Linked DNA regions of Mus musculus: all the other regions are linked to region 3. The links are chromatin contacts, called in public Hi-C maps. All regions are on one chromosome and are shown on one strand. The core of a region is the stretch at or near the end of the contact, and the rest is flanking DNA. Distances in the headings are between cores, read along the strand shown. Region 1 has its middle 11 kb from the start of Gm46502. Region 2 overlaps Zfpm2 (zinc finger protein, multitype 2). Region 3 overlaps Gm33301 (predicted gene, 33301).

The links. A called contact is a pair of places that touch in the nucleus more often than the background predicts.
Region 1: a Hi-C map of cortical neurons shows a contact between it and region 3, with 7 times the contacts expected there. The contact joins two enhancer-like sites. A contact is called at or near these places in 1 of 15 datasets of contacts at CTCF or cohesin (stem cell-derived epiblast-like cells), 13 of 484 Hi-C or Micro-C datasets (the C2C12 cell line, Sertoli cells, cardiomyocytes and 9 more), 2 of 115 datasets of contacts at active chromatin or transcription factors (embryonic basal ganglia and forebrain) and 1 of 9 other capture datasets (embryonic stem cells).
Region 2: a Hi-C map of cerebellar granule neurons shows a contact between it and region 3, with 2.6 times the contacts expected there. The contact joins two enhancer-like sites. A contact is called at or near these places in 4 of 484 Hi-C or Micro-C datasets (cerebellar granule neurons, muscle stem cells, nephron progenitors and 1 more), 1 of 115 datasets of contacts at active chromatin or transcription factors (embryonic forebrain) and 2 of 9 other capture datasets (embryonic stem cells and embryonic tail).

What each region holds. Positions count from the first base shown.
Region 1 is chr15:41,161,382-41,164,081 of GRCm38.p6, forward strand. No RefSeq gene overlaps it. Among named protein-coding and RNA genes, the nearest start is that of Gm46502, 11 kb to the right of the region's middle. Within about 2 kb of position 1,375, at least 55 of the 459 cell types and tissues checked have an H3K27ac peak or open chromatin away from gene starts, as enhancers often do. A contact at or near this core is called in cortical neurons and muscle stem cells, where this site is marked.
Region 2 is chr15:40,926,103-40,928,802 of GRCm38.p6, forward strand. All of the region lies in intron 4 of Zfpm2 (zinc finger protein, multitype 2), which reads left to right. Among named protein-coding and RNA genes, the nearest start is that of Gm33353, 190 kb to the left of the region's middle. Within about 2 kb of position 1,384, at least 8 of the 459 cell types and tissues checked have an H3K27ac peak or open chromatin away from gene starts, as enhancers often do. A contact at or near this core is called in cerebellar granule neurons, where this site is marked.
Region 3 is chr15:40,165,876-40,168,575 of GRCm38.p6, forward strand. Gm33301 (predicted gene, 33301) reads left to right here. Exons shown (of 3, transcript NR_155350.1): 3 at 1,438-2,201. Among named protein-coding and RNA genes, the nearest start is that of Gm33301, 4.6 kb to the left of the region's middle. Within about 2 kb of position 1,391, at least 46 of the 459 cell types and tissues checked have an H3K27ac peak or open chromatin away from gene starts, as enhancers often do. A contact at or near this core is called in cerebellar granule neurons, cortical neurons and muscle stem cells, where this site is marked.

The sequences.
Region 1 (2,700 bases), core at 125-2,624, 1.0 Mb after region 3:
CCTTCTTAGAATTGGGAACAAAACACCCATGGAAAGAGTTACAGAGATAAAGTTTGGAGCTGTGACGAAATGATGGACCATCTAAAGACTGCCATATCCAGGGATCCATCCCATAATCAGCTTCCAAACGCTGACACCATTGCATACACTGGCAAGATTTTGCTGAAAGGACCCAGATATCGCTGTCTCTTGTGAGACAATGCAGGGGCCTAGCAAACACGGAAGTGGATGCTCACAGTCAGCTAATGGATGGATCACAGGGCCCCCAATGGAGGAGCTAGAGAAAGTACCCAAGGAGCTTGGGGGATCTGCAACCCTATAGGTGGAACAACATTATGAACTAACCAGTACCCCAGAGCTCTTGACTCTAGCTGCATATGTATCAAAAGATGGCCTAGTTGGCCATCACTGGAAAGAGAGGCCCATTGGACTTGCAAACTTATATGCCCCAGTACAGGGAAATGCCAGGGCCAAAAAGTGGGAGTGGGTGGGTAGGGGAGGGGGGGGGGTCGGAGGGTATTGGGGACTTTTTGGATAGCATTGGAAATGTAAATGAGGAAAATACCTAATAAAAAATTAATTCTAAAAAAAAAAAGAATTCATTGTTCAAAAGTGCAAATCTAGATGGCAAATGAAACACAACTCAAGATCACAGAAGGCATAGAACCCCAGACTAAAGGTCAAAATGATGCCCTAAATTCCTTTAATGAACACCACTTTTGCTGTCTCCATTGCTTGCTTTCTCTGAAACCCAACAAGTGACGCGTTTTATTTCTTCCTCTTCCACAACTGGATCCTACTTTATAAAGTCAAGTACCAAGCGGGCTGTTGTAAACAGAAGTATTTAGGAAGCCTTCAGACAGGGAACAAAAACAAAAAAAAACAAAAACGCTGCCCTAAGATGCCTGTATCTTAAAGCAGAGGCTAAATCGCTCCTTTGTTTCTGCCTTGTTTTCCTTTAGTCCTCCATAAAACTCCTAATCCAAGATGAGAGATGTAAACAGGAAGTCGGAACTCCTCCTGGAAAACCCGCTCTCTCTGCTGCGAGGAATCTGAAAAGCACCATTCATCCTAGCAGCAGTGTCCCAGCCAACATTGTAGGAAGCGCTTGGCTTCTGCATTTGGAACATGCATCGAAAGCTTGTTTTCCATTCAGTGCCACAACGACAGGGGCCAGAGCATCTCAGCACATAAAATGCATGTCCTGCACCTTGGAAAGAGCTACTGAACTCATCCCAGGATGAAATGGAAGTCAAAGGGAGGATTTTCAGCTTAACTTAGATGCAGTTTATTCTTTAAGATACTAAGAGTGAGAACAAAACCAATTACCGCAGTATTAGGTAAAAGGTGTTAACTCGTACTTTTACAAAAGATGTTCTGCAGGGTTTGTAGTGGTTAGTGAAAGTTATGTAAGTAGGGGTATGTGTGTGGTTGGGGGAGTGTATGGTTAAATAAATTCAGATGGGAAGTTCAAATAAGTTCATTTCCTTTGGTTGGCCCTGTAAGTAAATTAACTAAGCATTTGGAACTTTGGCTATGGTGGATAAACAAATGTGAAAACGGCTCGCATTCCTTTTTTTCTTTTCTTTCTTAAATTATAAAACTTTCTCTTTGACTGATCATATCCAGGCGCGGTGTGCTCTTCTAGCCACAAGAGGGCAGCAACACTGTATTCTGAACCAAATGCTTCTGTAGATGCGCAAGACTGGCTCCAAATAAGTGATTCTCAAACTGTGGGTCGCGACCCGCAATTTTTTCAAGGGGGCTCCTAAGACCATCAGAAAACACAAACATTTACATTCATGCTACTAGCAAAATTACAGCTATGAAGTAGCAATGAAAATAATTTTATGGCTGGGGAACATGTTACAAGATGAGATACTATATTAAGTGATACCAAAATTAAGTTGAGAATCACTACTCTAAATAATCATACTAACAGTATAATAAATATATGTCCTTCTCCAAATGGCTTTTTGAATTCTGATGGTATTTTATGGCTGAAGATTTTTGAACTAAATGCCTTCAAAATATGTCCGTACAAATGAGACTATAAGAAACATGTAATAATTTTAGTAAGTGAATTTCAATGCCTTAAAGGAGCAAATATTTTAAAGGTTCTTTAAAATTCATTTTTAAAGATCACAATGTTAAAATTACCACAGTGACCTTTCCAATAATTTTTAATGCTCTTAAAGTGAACATGGAAGAGTTAACATTTGTTATGGTTACAGACCTTTTTATTTTAAAAAAAAACCATATTTTAAAACAGTGAAGTCAGTAAATAAGAAAACTTGTGAGGAATAGTTCTAATAACAGACACTGTTTGGATAGCTACCTGTCTGGATATTGAAACTGTTTTTCTTTTCTGTTTAGGATAAAGTAGTTGCATTATTTAGCCACTAGGTGGTGCTGCTCTTTAAATAACTGCCGCAGATACTTTGTAGCCCTACAGGAAGTTCATGTAATTAATGGAGAACCGAGAATTTTTCACAAAAGAACGGAATTGCTTATTCGAACAACCTCAGCCCACAGCAGTTACTCATTTTTATCCTTGAACTTGCTCCTTCCATTTCTCGGGCAACAAAAACAACTGCCATTTTATTACCTTCGACTTTATGAAAGTAAATGAAAACTGTTTCCCAATTCGAAGGGAAGCAGAGAATTCAAAGGATTCACCCACCTAATGGTGTGTTGAAG
Region 2 (2,700 bases), core at 134-2,633, 760 kb after region 3:
ATGGTGACTATATCTTTTAGGTTTACGTACTTTGTTCTATCTACCTTTTTCCCTTTGTTCTGTATCCTTATGTTCCCAGTCTTCCTCAACTTTAAAATGGCAGCCAAATATATCTGAGAGGAGGTAATTGTGTAATCCAGGTTTGGAAGTGGCCATAGATCCCTCCTCTAACTTTTGTTTCTACTTAGACTTTTTATATATAGGAAATCGAATATTGAAGCCAACAGGATGCAAATGCACAGATGGGTCTGAAGATTTCTAGCAGGTTACATGGTTGGTGATGGTGCCTGGATTAGAGCTATGTGATGCTCTATTTTATAAGAACACTGGTTAAAGAAAATGTGGATGAGACTGGCTCAGGGCATGAAAATACATTTGAACCAGTTAAAGGGCAAGGAAAAACCTTCTATCCGAACTGTAAAGGATAGTATGTGCTGGGCCTGTGGGCTTACTGGACCCTGGCTTTTGTAAGTTGGCTTCATCCTAACTCCTCTCACTTTAATATACTTGACTCAGTAGTTGTAGGCTGGAAACCCTGGGGGAATGGTTTATGTAGCAGGGTAGAAATGGTACCAATTGAACCTGGAAGACAGAGGTGAAACAAGTCCAAAGATGTAGTGATCTCGGTGCACATTCTATGGAAATCTACTGGGAGACAGAATACATTATTTTGGGTAACTTCAAGTCCTGTTGCAGGAAAATGACTGATTTGCTTGGTACATTCAAACTATAGGAAGGAAGATTTTGCTCAGTATAAATATAGGATATAAAATAAACAGTTTATTTTCTACATTTAAGATTTTATCAACTCTACTCCTGAGTACTTGTTTCACAAATATCATACATTTATAAAAGTCACTTCAGTAAATGACTTATGTATTTTTTACACACACACACACATATACATATGAGAGAGAGAGGATGGAAGGAGGGAGAAGTTTATGCATAAATATGTGTGAGCATCCTATACATTTGTCAGTCTATGACAGAGGGTACTTTCTTCTGCTAATTTTTTCAATACAGTTTACATTGGAATACATCTGTACTAAGCATGATATGTATATTTCTTTGTTATATTTTGATAAAAAATATTTGATTATGTAATTACAAACATTTTGATGAAAACATTTTTAAACCACAAAATTTAGAAGTATCCATATCATTTCCCCAAGGATCTGACCAGATAGTTCTGACTCAGTTTACCATCGGTCTGACTGTCTTACTGATTGAGAAATTCATTCTGAAAAGTTTCCTGAGAAATTATTCTCAAAAGAGTTATCATGAGTGGCAAAGGGAGCTTTCCCAGTAGAGGCAGAGAACTGCTGTCATCCATTTCATGATTTTTGCATAGTAGAGCACTAAGCGCCATCTCTCCATATGGTGGCTCATTGCTGCCAAATTTTTTACAGTGTTAGGCAATAGCAAAGGGATTCCATACCAAAAGGTGCCACTCCTCTGGTTGCCTCACATAAAATAAGACCTGGCATCAGGCACCACATTGTAGTGTGTGTGAAGGTAGAATTAAACCAATTTCTGTGTATATTACATGGGAGAACTCAACTGTTTGGTCACTGAGTTAGTAGTATCCAGGGCAATGTCAATCTACCAATGTAAATCAACAATTTAGCCTGAAAACAGACTAACAGCTTCTACAGAGGCTATTGATTGACAGTGACAAATACACACACCCCCAAAAAATAGCAATGCACATCAACTGTGTTGAGGGGGGCATGGGGAGAGCATCTTTGGAAATTGTAATTCTCCCAAAACATAACAGAACAAAACAACAACAACAACAACAACAACAACAAAGGGAGTGTCAATGATGCTTTTCTTTTTTACCAGATTAGAAAATGTCTTTTTCTAATAGATGAGCTCCAAGCATGAATGACTGTCCACACCAAAGTTTTCACTTAGAGTGTTCTGCAGTAACATGTATTTCTGTATAAGCTCACACTCTTAAAAACATGGGCCTTGAGACCTTTTGCAAAACCCAGCTGTGTACCTTGTGAACTGTGTAAAAATCTGTAAAAACAGATTTCTCATAAGATAAGAAATAACAAGTAAATAAAAGTAGATGCGAATATGGTTCTATGTTGGCTTCTTTGCCAGGCTTATGAAAGCCTCCTTCCACTCAGTCCATTGTCCTGTCCCCGGGGACCATTTTTCTCTATTTTCAGAGCACAGTTCACTGTGCTAGATACACTGCATGTCTACTTGTCTGGAATTCTAACCTTTGAATACTGGCAAATGACATAACCCAATCCTGAGATTTTACTCTGCTTTATAGTCTCTTATCCAAGGTCTTAACTAGCACCCGTGGATTCCAGACTTACTTCCTGGTCACAGTCTCTCCTCTGAGCAACTTCACAGCATATTAAGAGTTCCAAAGTCATGCTGTCTCACATTGTTCTTCTGAGTCTCCCTCATCCTGATGAATATCACCACTGTTCACACAGTTAATCAGATGCTGCAGATACAGGTTTGCCCTGATTCATTTCCTTGTTCAGCAATGTTACATTCAATGGGACAACAAACTTTACCTTCATCTCTCATCACCTCCCACTAACGACTGCACCATTTCTCACCAACAGCCTCTTAGCTGATTTCCCTTGGTTCATTCACCTCTCATTGAGGTCCCTGATCACATGGCAGCCAGAATGGCATGCTCACATCTAACTCAAAGCCTGTTGTGCCCCG
Region 3 (2,700 bases), core at 141-2,640:
TCCCTTTGACTACACGGGTGATAGTTGGAAGGCGGCCCTCCTCAGAGAGTAATGGCGCTCACCCTGTGAAGCCGAGAGAAAACAATTCCTCGTGCTCGTTTCAAGCTTGGGCTGGGAGGTGCCTTCAAGGCTTTCAGTCCAATTATAGAAATGCAGAGTCCCAGGTTCTTAATGTGTAGGTTTTATAGATATTCACTTTCCCAAGTTTCTGAGGGTTCGTAGAAATTTTTTGTGGTAGTTACAACCTCTGTTCTTCCAGGACTAGGGAAAAGCAAGTTACGGAGAGTCGTCATTTATGAACTTCACATGAACTATGCACGTAGGGCACGTAAGAATACATATGCAATTATCACCTTGACTAAGGCATAGAACATTCTGGAATCCCAGGATAATTTTTCTGTGTCTTTTCATCAGCACTTCTGCTCCACCTTACCCCAGAGCATAGCTGTTTGGCTTCTGTTTCCAAGCTTCATTTAGATGGAGTTGTTTGCACTTGGGATCTATCTGGAGAAGCTGGGATAAGATGTGGAAAAACAAGAACCTTCCAGAAAACAAAACAAAACAAAAACAAAAACAAAACAAAACAAAACAAAACAAAACAGGAAAGCCCCGGTTCCCCATAATTATCCTGTGACTTTCACATGTTTGTGGTGGCACGGGTGTGTAACCACACAGAACTCATGTCAAGTTCCCATCCTTTTTGATCAACACCGAGAGTTAAGCAATCAATGGTGGATCGGGGAAACAGCCTGTAGAAAACAGAGGAACTGAGTTTATTGGTGAGTCAAGGTAATTGCTTGGGGGTGGGGGCCGTAAATGACTCCTGGAGATATTTTAGTTTTTGAATTTTTGATGCCTGATTTTGGGCATGTCTCTTACAATGCAGTTGGAAAGGGTAAGACGGCAGAAAGAATCTCGTTTCTGAACAATGAGCTAATCACATGTCTTAGATGTTTAATTCACAAATGCTCCAGAAACACAAATAGCCTGCTATTCAAGATATGGCCACTAGATGGGGATCTTGAGTCAATCATAACTGGCCCACTCCCCCACTCCCTGATTTTTTTTTTTTTTTTTTTTTTTAAACCAGGGTTTGAATACATATGATGCGAGTTTACAATTTTGGCATTTCATGTTGTTGCTGAACTTTTTGGGGACAGTAATTTGGAGTGAAATGCATTTAGTTTTAAATGTATGAGCTTAATTAATTTTTCATCTGGGGTCTCGGTAGGGTGGAAGGGCCCCAATGTGCTGTGGCATGCTATTAATCCTGTGCTAAATTCTGGCAGAAGTTACTACTGCTTATTCACATTTCCCCACAGGGTGTGGTTAGTCGCAGTGGCTGTCACTGTACCTTATAACTGATTAAAAGTGGAAATCCTTACTAGACATTGCTCTCGCAGCAACCAGCAACTACACTTGGTTTTGTTTCCACAGGATAAGCGGGTTCCACGTCTCAACTTATGAAAAACACTAGCAGCAAGGGCTCACGTCTTTTGCTTTCTTTCATGTTAAATGAAATTCCAAAGTGATTTTTAGATGCAGCCACAACGCGACCTTATAGAAAGATCTTGAAATCCGACGTAAAGACCTTTTCTATTGGTGAAGGCAGCCATGCGACCGAGGAATAAAATTACGTTCGGCTGGAAACAGGGACTGAAGCGGTTTGTCCTCCCTAAGACGTTTCTAGCAAACGCAGGAGTTGGACGGCCTTGTCTGTAATGTGCTGACCGTCCACCTAGGGACAATGTGACCATTTGGTTTTTGGCTGCTATCTGAAATGAGTTTGAGTGTCTCAGCTCATTTCATGAGAAACACAAATAAAGGCCACATAATAAAACATGCAATTTGGGATTATTGCCAGTCTCTATTCAGAAGGTGCCCAGACCTCAATTTCTGAAAACGAAATTCTGTTCCACATAGATAGAAGCTCCTGGACTTCCAGACCGGCTCCAGTGGAGTCACGGGAAGGAAGAAGAGGAAATTGTAAACCACGAGGCATCATGCCAGAGGAAATGCCTCCGGTGACCCAGACTGAATGCCCTATGGTCTCAAAGACCCCACATTCAAACTGCACGATGTCTGGGTGTGCTTGACTCCAAGTCTCAGGCAGGGGCTATCCTCTGTCTCTGCTTTTCCATACCATGCTCTCTGCTGTATATCTTCCTTAAGCTGCGTAATAAAGAATGATAAGGGCTTCACTTCTTTCTGCCGTCACCTGACTCTGCCACAGTTCCAAGAACGGGGGCACCGGGGAGGTCTGCAGCAGTGTGGGCCCTGAGAGCTGTCTGTGGTCGTTCCACACTTCACTGCTCACTCTGGTGAGAGAAACAGACCCCAGGGGCTGGCTGCACTAGGGCAGGGAGAGGATCCCGGCGTGGACAGACTGTAGTGAAAGACCGTTTTCATAAGTATGGGACATCATCCAAGAAATGTCTCAGATTTCAGACTTTGATCCCTTTCAGCAAGTGAAGATTATTTTCAGTTGTTTATTTCTTTTTTGCATGTCTTTTTCTTAAGCAACAGTAAAGCATGTTCATTAGAAAAGTTGTAGTAAACAGACATGTCCTGTGTCCGGGGAAGTAACTGTTTGGAAGCCTATCACATAGATATAAACTCAGCCAGTGCCTTTCTGTATAGTGCACGCTTTGATCCGAGCTTGTGGGCATGCAAGTACAGTATTCCAAGAATAGTGGTCAT